2 separate regions of the Pan troglodytes genome follow, and region 1 is linked to region 2. The links are chromatin contacts, called in public HiChIP or PLAC-seq maps. All regions are on one chromosome and are shown on one strand. The core of a region is the stretch at or near the end of the contact, and the rest is flanking DNA. Distances in the headings are between cores, read along the strand shown. Region 1 holds the start of ZMYM6 (zinc finger MYM-type containing 6). Region 2 holds the start of SFPQ (splicing factor proline and glutamine rich).

Region 1 (4,168 bases), core at 1,411-3,910, 160 kb before region 2:
CTAACTGTGATCTGTGGTAAACTATTTGGCTTTTTTGAGCTTTGGTCTCCTCATCTGTAAAATGGGGATAATAATATGGTGGTAAGAATGGTGCCTGACACACTCTTAAGCATATATAAATATTAAGTTAATAATGTCACATATGATTATGATATAATATATACTACATACTGATATACTAATGCCAGCTATTTTTATTGTTGTTGTTTTAATCATTATCATCATCACCATTTTCATATCTTTTCTGTTCCAGGCTCACTGTTCCTGCAGGTCTTAAAAAGAACCATGCATCTTTCCAACTCAGGGCTTTCCTATTCACAGTTCCCTCTGTCTGTAATACTCTTCTCCATACCCTTTGCCTAATCAATTCATTCTTCATAATTCAGCTTACACATCCTTCCCTTAGAGAGGCCTTCCCTAGCCATCCCCAGGCAGACCACAACCAAAACTAGGTCAGATTCCCCATTTTAGGCTTTTCTTCCAGAGTACTTGTCATAGTTTGTAATTATATATATTACTTGACCAATACTTTTGTAATCTCTGCCTCCTCTACTAACATATAAGCTCTACAAGGGAAGGGACTAAGCTGACTTTGCTCAATCCTGGATCCCCAGAGACTAGCACAGACCACAAATTCTTAACAGAATAAAGGAAAGTACTACCAGATACAAGAGAATTTTTTTTAAGTGACAAGTATGGAAAAATGGTAAATATATTACTTTCCTTCCACACACAAAAAAATCATGTAGTTATAGCTTTCATTCAAAGAGCAAAAAACCAGCCAGGAATGGTGGCTCATGCCTGTCATCCCAGAACTTTGGGAGGCCAAGGTGGGTGGATTGCTTGAGCTCAGGAGTTTGAGACCAGCCTGGGAAACGTGGCCAAACCCCGTCTCTACCAAAAATACAAAAAAATAGTTGAGCATGTTGGTGTGTGCCCTGTGGTCCCAGCTACACAGGAGGCTGAGGTGGGAAGATCACTCGAGCCTGGGAGGTGCAGGCTGCAGTGAGCTAAGGAGATCGCACCACTGCACTACACCCTCAGCGACAGCGAGAGCCTGTCTCAGTGTGGGTTATTTTAAACTTACAAACCAGAAACCGTTTAACTAAAATTTTTCAGTTGACCAGATGGAAAAGAAGGAATTTTTTTAAATTTTTAAATCAAGATGAAATGCTTACTTGAGCATTGTCTGGTTCTTCTTTAATTTTGTCCAGAAGCTTCTGCTGTGGTACCACTGCTTTGCCACATTCACCATCCAAAGGTTCTTTCATTCTAATTTTTTACCTCAAAGAGTGTCTCAGGCTCAAACGAATAGATTTCTTCTTGGTAATGGATAGCTGGACACCTAAAATACATACTCAGGCTTACTCTTTTTTTTTTTTCAGGCTTATCTATATGAAAGAAAAACTTTGTGTTGAGTGCATGAGGCTTCACGGCTTGGCATTTGAAAAACAACTCTTCTGGGGCCACAACTAACTTTTTTCTTTCTTCCTGCTTTCTGTTCCTTCAGTAGCTACATAAGAAAACAGTTTTGGGGCAACAGCTCCCACTTCTCTAATATCTTTAAAGACACACAACACACTCTGGTTTTTTCCTATGTTGAAGGTTATTGAAGGAAATTAGACCAGCAGACCAAGACGTGGGAGGAAGTAATAAACTCTGAGAAGAACGGACTCAAGAAATAGTTTCTGACCCCATAAGAATCAGTACTTAGAGGCCCATGTCGGCTTTTATTTCTCAAAGAGGGGCACAACAACCTCCCGGCCCTGACCTAATAACTCAACCTTCACTGGAAGCCTCCCTAAGGGCCCCATTTCTCGGCCTAACGCTAGATGTGAGCTCAAGATGCCATCCATCGCAGGCCAACAACAGGAACGCCCCTACTGAAAGTGAGTCACCTGCCTCTTTCAAGGTCTCCGTGTGAGGGGTGGGGGGCATCAAGCCCCTCAGAGCCCCGCTTCACAATCGCCTTCCTGTAGAAAAGAAACTCAATTGGCCATTCAGTAAATTCCCTTCCCCTAAAAGTCAAAGAACTAAACGGGACGAATTAAACCTAAAACAAAAAGCTCTTCAAAGTTGTCTTTATCCGAATAGTCAGGGATGGAAACGGACAACTGGTTGAAAAGCCTGTTCCAAAGAAGAAATGAGAACTTTTGCGCACTCGCCACAAAATATCTACGGGCGCTCATTCCTCCTCTGAGAACCGCACGCTTTCCGAAATTCTCCTTCCCACCAAGAATTCCCACTCCCATCATTGAGGACTAACGAGGCAATGTGGTCTCCGACTGAGAGCGGTGGACTAGCCAGTGAGTGTCAACGCGTCCCTAAGGCGACATCCGCAGCCGCCCCAGCCGCGTAGCCCACCTGGCACCGCCCCCGCCGCAACGCCTCGTCACGTGGCGTGGCCTCCGCCCCGCCGTCCCGCCCACTACCACTGCGGTCGCACCCACCTTCTGTCGCCTCCCTGCTACCGGAGGAGCACTGGACGGGAAATTTGCGAATAGGAACCAAGTCCTCCGCGTCTAGACAGGGATTATTTTCTCTTCTGGAATTCCGCCTGATCCATCCCAACGCAACAGCCGGCCAACCACGCCTGCGCAGCCTTGGTCTCCGCCCTCTTTTCCCGTCAGGCTCCGGACCTGATCTGAGTAGAACTTCCCAGCATTCCTCTTTCCTCAATTATGGTTCACTTCTTAAAGAGACCGAGGCTCAATAGTGAAAAGGTGGAGATGGCGTTAGAAGGCGCTGTAAGTGCTCTATAGCATTCTTTTTTTTTTTTTTTTTTTTTTTTTTTTGGAGACAAGAGTATCACGGTGTTGCCCAGGCTGGGGTGCAGTGGCACAATCTCGGCTAACTGCAACCTCCGCCTCCTGGGTTGAAGCGATTCTCCTGCCTCAGCCTCCCGAGTAGCTGGGCTTACGGGCACGTGCCACCACACCTAGCTAATCTGTAGCATCCTTTAGTGCCCATTTCCTGAAAGGTGGCCTACTGAGAGAGCATGATATTAAATAATACTTGGCTTGCTGAGCACTTCACATGCACCATCCCACTTAATCCTCACCATTTAACCCTAAGAGGTATAATTTTTTAATCTCTTGAGATATAAATGAAAAAACTTGCTCAAAATTGAGATTTGGTTTTTTTAATTCAACATTGTTTCACAGATACATGTATGATTTGTGACTGTTCATTCATTTTGACTGCTGTATAGTATTCTATTTTATGAATATGATACAATTTTAATCATCTACTATTGATGGACATTTGAGTTGTTTCCAATTTGTGGCTATTAGGAATAATGCTTCTGTGAACATTCTTGTCATTGGTGATGTTAAAAGACAAAATTACAACAAATTTAAATATCTCAATTAGCTTTATTTGTGATTCTAGAATCTGGCAACACTTCATTCCATAAAATAGAACAAGTGTTCCAATGAGCTGAGCAGAAGAGGTAGGTTTTATAGACAGAGAAGGGCTGGAGAAAGCAGAAATAAAGAACAAAAAACAGATTGGTTCATTTCAAAGTAACTTTCCAAAAAATAAATAAATAAGTTAATTTCCTTGTAAAGCAGAACCAAGAAACAAAACAATAGAGAAATAACTGATTGGTTAACATCAGGTAACTTCAGTTTATCTTTTTTTGGTAACGATTAAAGCAGAAGAAATTTCATGATTATGCTAATTGAAACTGGCACTCAGGGGAAATTAGACTCTTATTATCTCTTTTTCCTGACTTTTCAGAACTTCAAATAACAACGTAGTTTCCATTTGATGACATGGAACCTCAGTGTGAGTGACTCCATTTTGATTTTTAGTCTGGTTCATTGAGACCTACTGCAGGAGCTTAGCCCGAAACAATGGCCTACAAGTTTTATTTAACAGTGATACATATGCACACATTTCTGTTGGGTTCATACCTAAAAGTGAAATTGCTTGTTATGTATATGTAAAATTTAGGTAGATAATCTCAGGCAATTTTAGAAAATGGTGGTTTCAGTTTATACTCCCTTCAGCCATGTATGAGAGTTTCAGTTTCCCAACATCCTTGCCAATAATTACTACTGCATATCTTTTTAATTATAACCATTCTGATGGGGGCATAGTGGTATCTCACTGTGGTTTTAATTTGCATTTCCCAGATTATTAATGAGGATGAGCCCATTTTCTT
Region 2 (4,071 bases), core at 1,460-3,959:
TCACTAAAATAAATTTAACCTTTACACTTGAATTAAAAACTGCCAAAAAAGTTTAATCAATCTTACTTTTGATACATTGGATTCTTCTGGGCAAGTTTTTCAGGAAGACCATCTTCATCATCTAGTTGTTCAAGTGGTTCCACAATGACTGGACGAGGAGTTCTAATAACAAAAATGGTTCCATCTTAGCTTTGTTCCAGTTTTATTGCCACCATCTCATATAAGTTGATAGAAATTATTAGAATAAACAAAACAACTTACGTCGTCAGTAAGAAAACACCTTCACTGCATCGTTCAAATGCCTTTCTTGCTGCTGGCTTAGAAGCAAATTCAACAATGCCTTTCCCTGTAGATCTTCCACGATCATCCACTATTACAACAGCCCTTTCAATAGGACCAAATTGGCTAAAGGCTTCTTCCAACAGTTCATTGGAAACATAAGGTGAAAGATTACGAACAGAAAGGGCAGCAGCATGTGTAGCAAAGCGAACTCGAAGCTGTCTACCTCTCATGGGTGTATCATCGAGTTCGGCTTTGGCAATTTCAGCCAAAGCTCTAGATTCCTGTGTATCAGAGACACTCATGTTAATGACCTCAAAATTGGTTGTCTACTCTTAAAATTGTCATAAGCCTACTTCCTACTCCCTTTCTTCCTTCAGCTCAGTTCGAGCATTACCTTTAGGCAGCACCCACTAACACCACTTAGTTTACCCACCCCACCCCTCTTTTCTCTTAGGTAGCAACAATTATGCATTATACCGCAAACATTTTTCCTGTAAGAATGGTGAAAAATCTAAAAGATCAATTTATCCTCCCCAGTTTAAAAACCAAGCCTTCAGCGTTTGTAGTGACAAAAAAAATCTCCCACCCTTTTTAATTCTACGTAAAATCAAACAATTACACTCACAAGCTTAATAAATCCGAATCCTTTGCCTTTGTTGATAAAAACTTCTCCTGGTTCTCCATATTTAGCAAATAGTCTTTTGAATTCATCCTCCGTGATATCAGCAGGTAGATTCCCAACAAACAACCGACATCGCTGTGTGTAAGTTTTCTCTCCAGGCCTCCTCAAGAGAGACAAATTGGCTTTAAACCCCTAATGAAAAAGGAAAGAAGTTTTCAAACACCGGAGACCTCTGCAAGTGAAAATCCCCAAGACAGTATTTGCTTATCTGAAACCTATCAGTTGCCTTTCTGTTCCGTTTGGTCACAATCAAGGTTTTACTATGTGAGATTTCTAACATGAGCACTATCTTAACATTGAAAAAGGAGCCCCATCATCCAGAATGTTCGAGAATAGACACACTTCCCCGAAGAGTAGACGTCCATCAGCAACTGTCAGCCACATATGTTGAGTGTCCCTAAAAAAATCTCAATAGTATGAAAATTAAAATACGAAAATAACTCAAGTCCAAATGCCACTGTAACCTACACGATCTGCGCCTGCGCTTTTATGGAACTTCCCGGTTCTCTCCAAACCTACGCCGCATGCTCTGCATTACGCCAGTCCCAGGGACAGGCTACCTTCTGCAGGGCCGACCACCGCGACCCCGCGCTTCCTTCCGAAAGGAAACCTCCCCTAGCCTTCCGCCCGCCGGGAGAGCAAGGCGCGGCAGCGGCCAATCCCACGCCGACCGACGGCCCCGCAGGCCGCCCCGCCCCCGCGGCGGCGCGCGCAAGCGCCCCTTCCGGCAGCCGACAAAATGGAAGCCCAGCGCGGGGGCGGGGGCGAGGAGGGGGCCGCCGCCATCTTAGGGGAGCCGACGCGTCGCTCCCATAAACACTCACCTCCGAGTCCGAGATCTTCTCCTCGCTGCGGCCGCCGGGCCCGCCGGGCGGAGGCCCCTGGTGATGCTGCTGGTGGTAGGGCGGGTGGTGCTGGCGGCCCCCGCGGGGCTCCCCGCCGCCTCGATGAGGCGGCTTGGGGTGGCCGCCAGGAGTGCTTAGGCCCGGGCCGCCACCTGGCTTCGGCCCGCCAGGCATTTTGCCGCCTTTGGGACCACCCGGACCTGGGCCCTGCTTAGGCCCTGGACCCGGGCCCGGGACTGCCGCGGGCGGAGGCGGCGGGCCTCCGGCCTGAGGAGGTGTGGTAGGGACCCCGCTGCTTGGCGGGGTGGGTGGCGGCGCCCCGGGAGGGGCCGAGGTGACTGCAGGCGGCGGGGTCGGCGTCGGGCCTGGCCCAGACCCTGGCGGGGCCCCCGAGGTTGGTGGAGTGGCGGGCGGGGCCGAGCTGGAGGCTGGCGGTGCGCTGCCTACTCCGGGAGCGGGGCCGGGTCCCTGAGCAACGACGGGCTTGGAAGAGTCCTGCGGCGGTGGCGGCGGCTGCTGCTGCTGATGCGGCTGTGGATGCGGCGGCGGCTGATGCGGTGGCGGCTGCTGCGGCGGTGGCTGCTGCGGTGGTGGCTGTTGCTGCTGTTGGTGTGGAGGCGGTGGCGGGATCGGAGGCTTAGGGCCGCTCTGGCCCGGGCCAGGACCCATGGGGCCGCGATTCTGATTGAGGCCCATGCCGGGCGGCGGAGAACGGAAGTCGTGGAGGCCGCCGCGGCCGCCGCCTCCTCCACGCCTGTGGAAGCCGCCACCGCCACCGCCACGACTCCGGAACCGATCCCGAGACATGTCTGTGGTCAAGGGGCGGTCGAGGCAAAAGCGAAGAAGACGCTCAGGAAACGTGGAGGCCACCTTGCTTCTCACAAAATGGCGGATGACACAGGCGGCGCGCCGCCTTTGTCCTCGTCTTATATAGGCCAGCTGGCACGGCCCCGCCTACTCCACGATCGACAGCTCCAATAGCCAATTGCAATTACTATGCCTGATGACACTAAGTTGCGAACCTCTGATCTTTCCTATTGGCCCCTGGGTGAGAGGCGGGAGGCATGGAGGGACTGAAGTTTCCAGTTGGCCAGTGAGCGAAGAAGGCGTTGGCTGTAGGCCACTATGATTTGCTAGGAGAAATTTGAATGGGTATGCCAGGGCAATTTTCACTTGCGAGCAAATAACCAGGGCTCTATCCGCTCCTGCAGAGAAGCGTTGGAGGTCTCTTTTCTTTCTTGATTGTCCCTAGGAGCAATCTATTGATATCCTTGCCCAGAAAAACAGATGTTTTCCGATTCAAAATCAGAAATTGAGTGCCTGCTGTCTACCCTACCTCGTGCCAACTCAATGAAAGTAGAGAAGTAAAATCTTACCGATTTCAAACACACGCAGTCTTAACTGATTTCATTATGGAACCTCATAGGAATACAGATTTATTGTAGCAGCATAAACTTTTCAATAGGCTTCTGTGGGTGCGCGCTTTGTTCAAAAAGAGCCCTTGTGTGTATGTGTATATATATACACGTTTACAAACACCAATCACAGGAGGAATGTAAATATTCCACTCAACACTTTACGAACAGACTAAGGTACTTTTTAAAAATTACAATGTTAGGCTGGGCACTGTGGCTCACGCCTGTAATCCTAGCACTTTGGGACACCGAGTCGGGCAGATCACCTGAGGTCAGGAGTTCTAGACCAGCCTGGCCAACATGGCGAAACCCCGTCTTTACTAAAAAATACAAAAATTTGGCTGGGTGCGGTGGCTGACGCCTGTAATCCCAGCACTTACTTTGGGAGCCGAGGTGGGTGGATCACGAGGTCAGGAATCCGATACCAGCCTGGCCAATATGGTGAAACCCCGTCTCTACTAAAAATACAAAAATTAACTGGGCGTGGTGGTGCACGCCTGTAGTCCCAGCTACTTGGGAGGCTGAGGCAGGAGAATTGCTTGAACCCGGGAGGCAGAGGTTGCAGTGAGCCGAGATTGCGCCACTGCACTGCAGCCTGGGCGACAGAGCAAGACTCAGTCTCAAAAAAAAAAAAAAAAAAATTTGCTGAGCTTAATAGTGCACACCTATAATCCCAGCCACCTGGGAGGCTGAGGCAGGAGAATTGCTTGAGCCCAGGAGGCGGAGGTTGCAGTGAGCCGAGATCGCGCTATTGCACTCCAGCCTGGGCGACAAGTGCCAGACTGTCTCAAAAAAAAAAAAAAAAAAAAAAAAAATTACAATGTTACAATGTCTATAGGGTATTAAC

What was found. HiChIP or PLAC-seq counts read pairs in DNA pulled down with a chosen protein or histone mark.
Region 1: a contact with region 2 is called in an H3K4me3 HiChIP or PLAC-seq map of stem cell-derived excitatory neurons, with 2.1 times the contacts expected there. The contact joins the promoter of ZMYM6 here to the promoter of SFPQ in region 2. A contact is called at or near these places in 1 of 7 Hi-C or Micro-C datasets (stem cell-derived neural progenitor cells) and 1 of 1 datasets of contacts at active chromatin or transcription factors (stem cell-derived excitatory neurons).

Annotation. Positions count from the first base shown.
Region 1 is chr1:195,958,257-195,962,424 of NHGRI_mPanTro3-v2.0_pri, reverse strand. ZMYM6 (zinc finger MYM-type containing 6) reads right to left here and starts at 2,660. Exons shown (of 16, transcript NM_001427913.1): 1 at 2,451-2,660; 2 at 1,179-1,345. The coding sequence starts at 1,271.
Region 2 is chr1:195,794,263-195,798,333 of NHGRI_mPanTro3-v2.0_pri, reverse strand. SFPQ (splicing factor proline and glutamine rich) reads right to left here and starts at 2,709. Exons shown (of 10, transcript NM_001251847.1): 1 at 1,789-2,709; 2 at 908-1,096; 3 at 262-563; 4 at 67-162. The coding sequence starts at 2,616.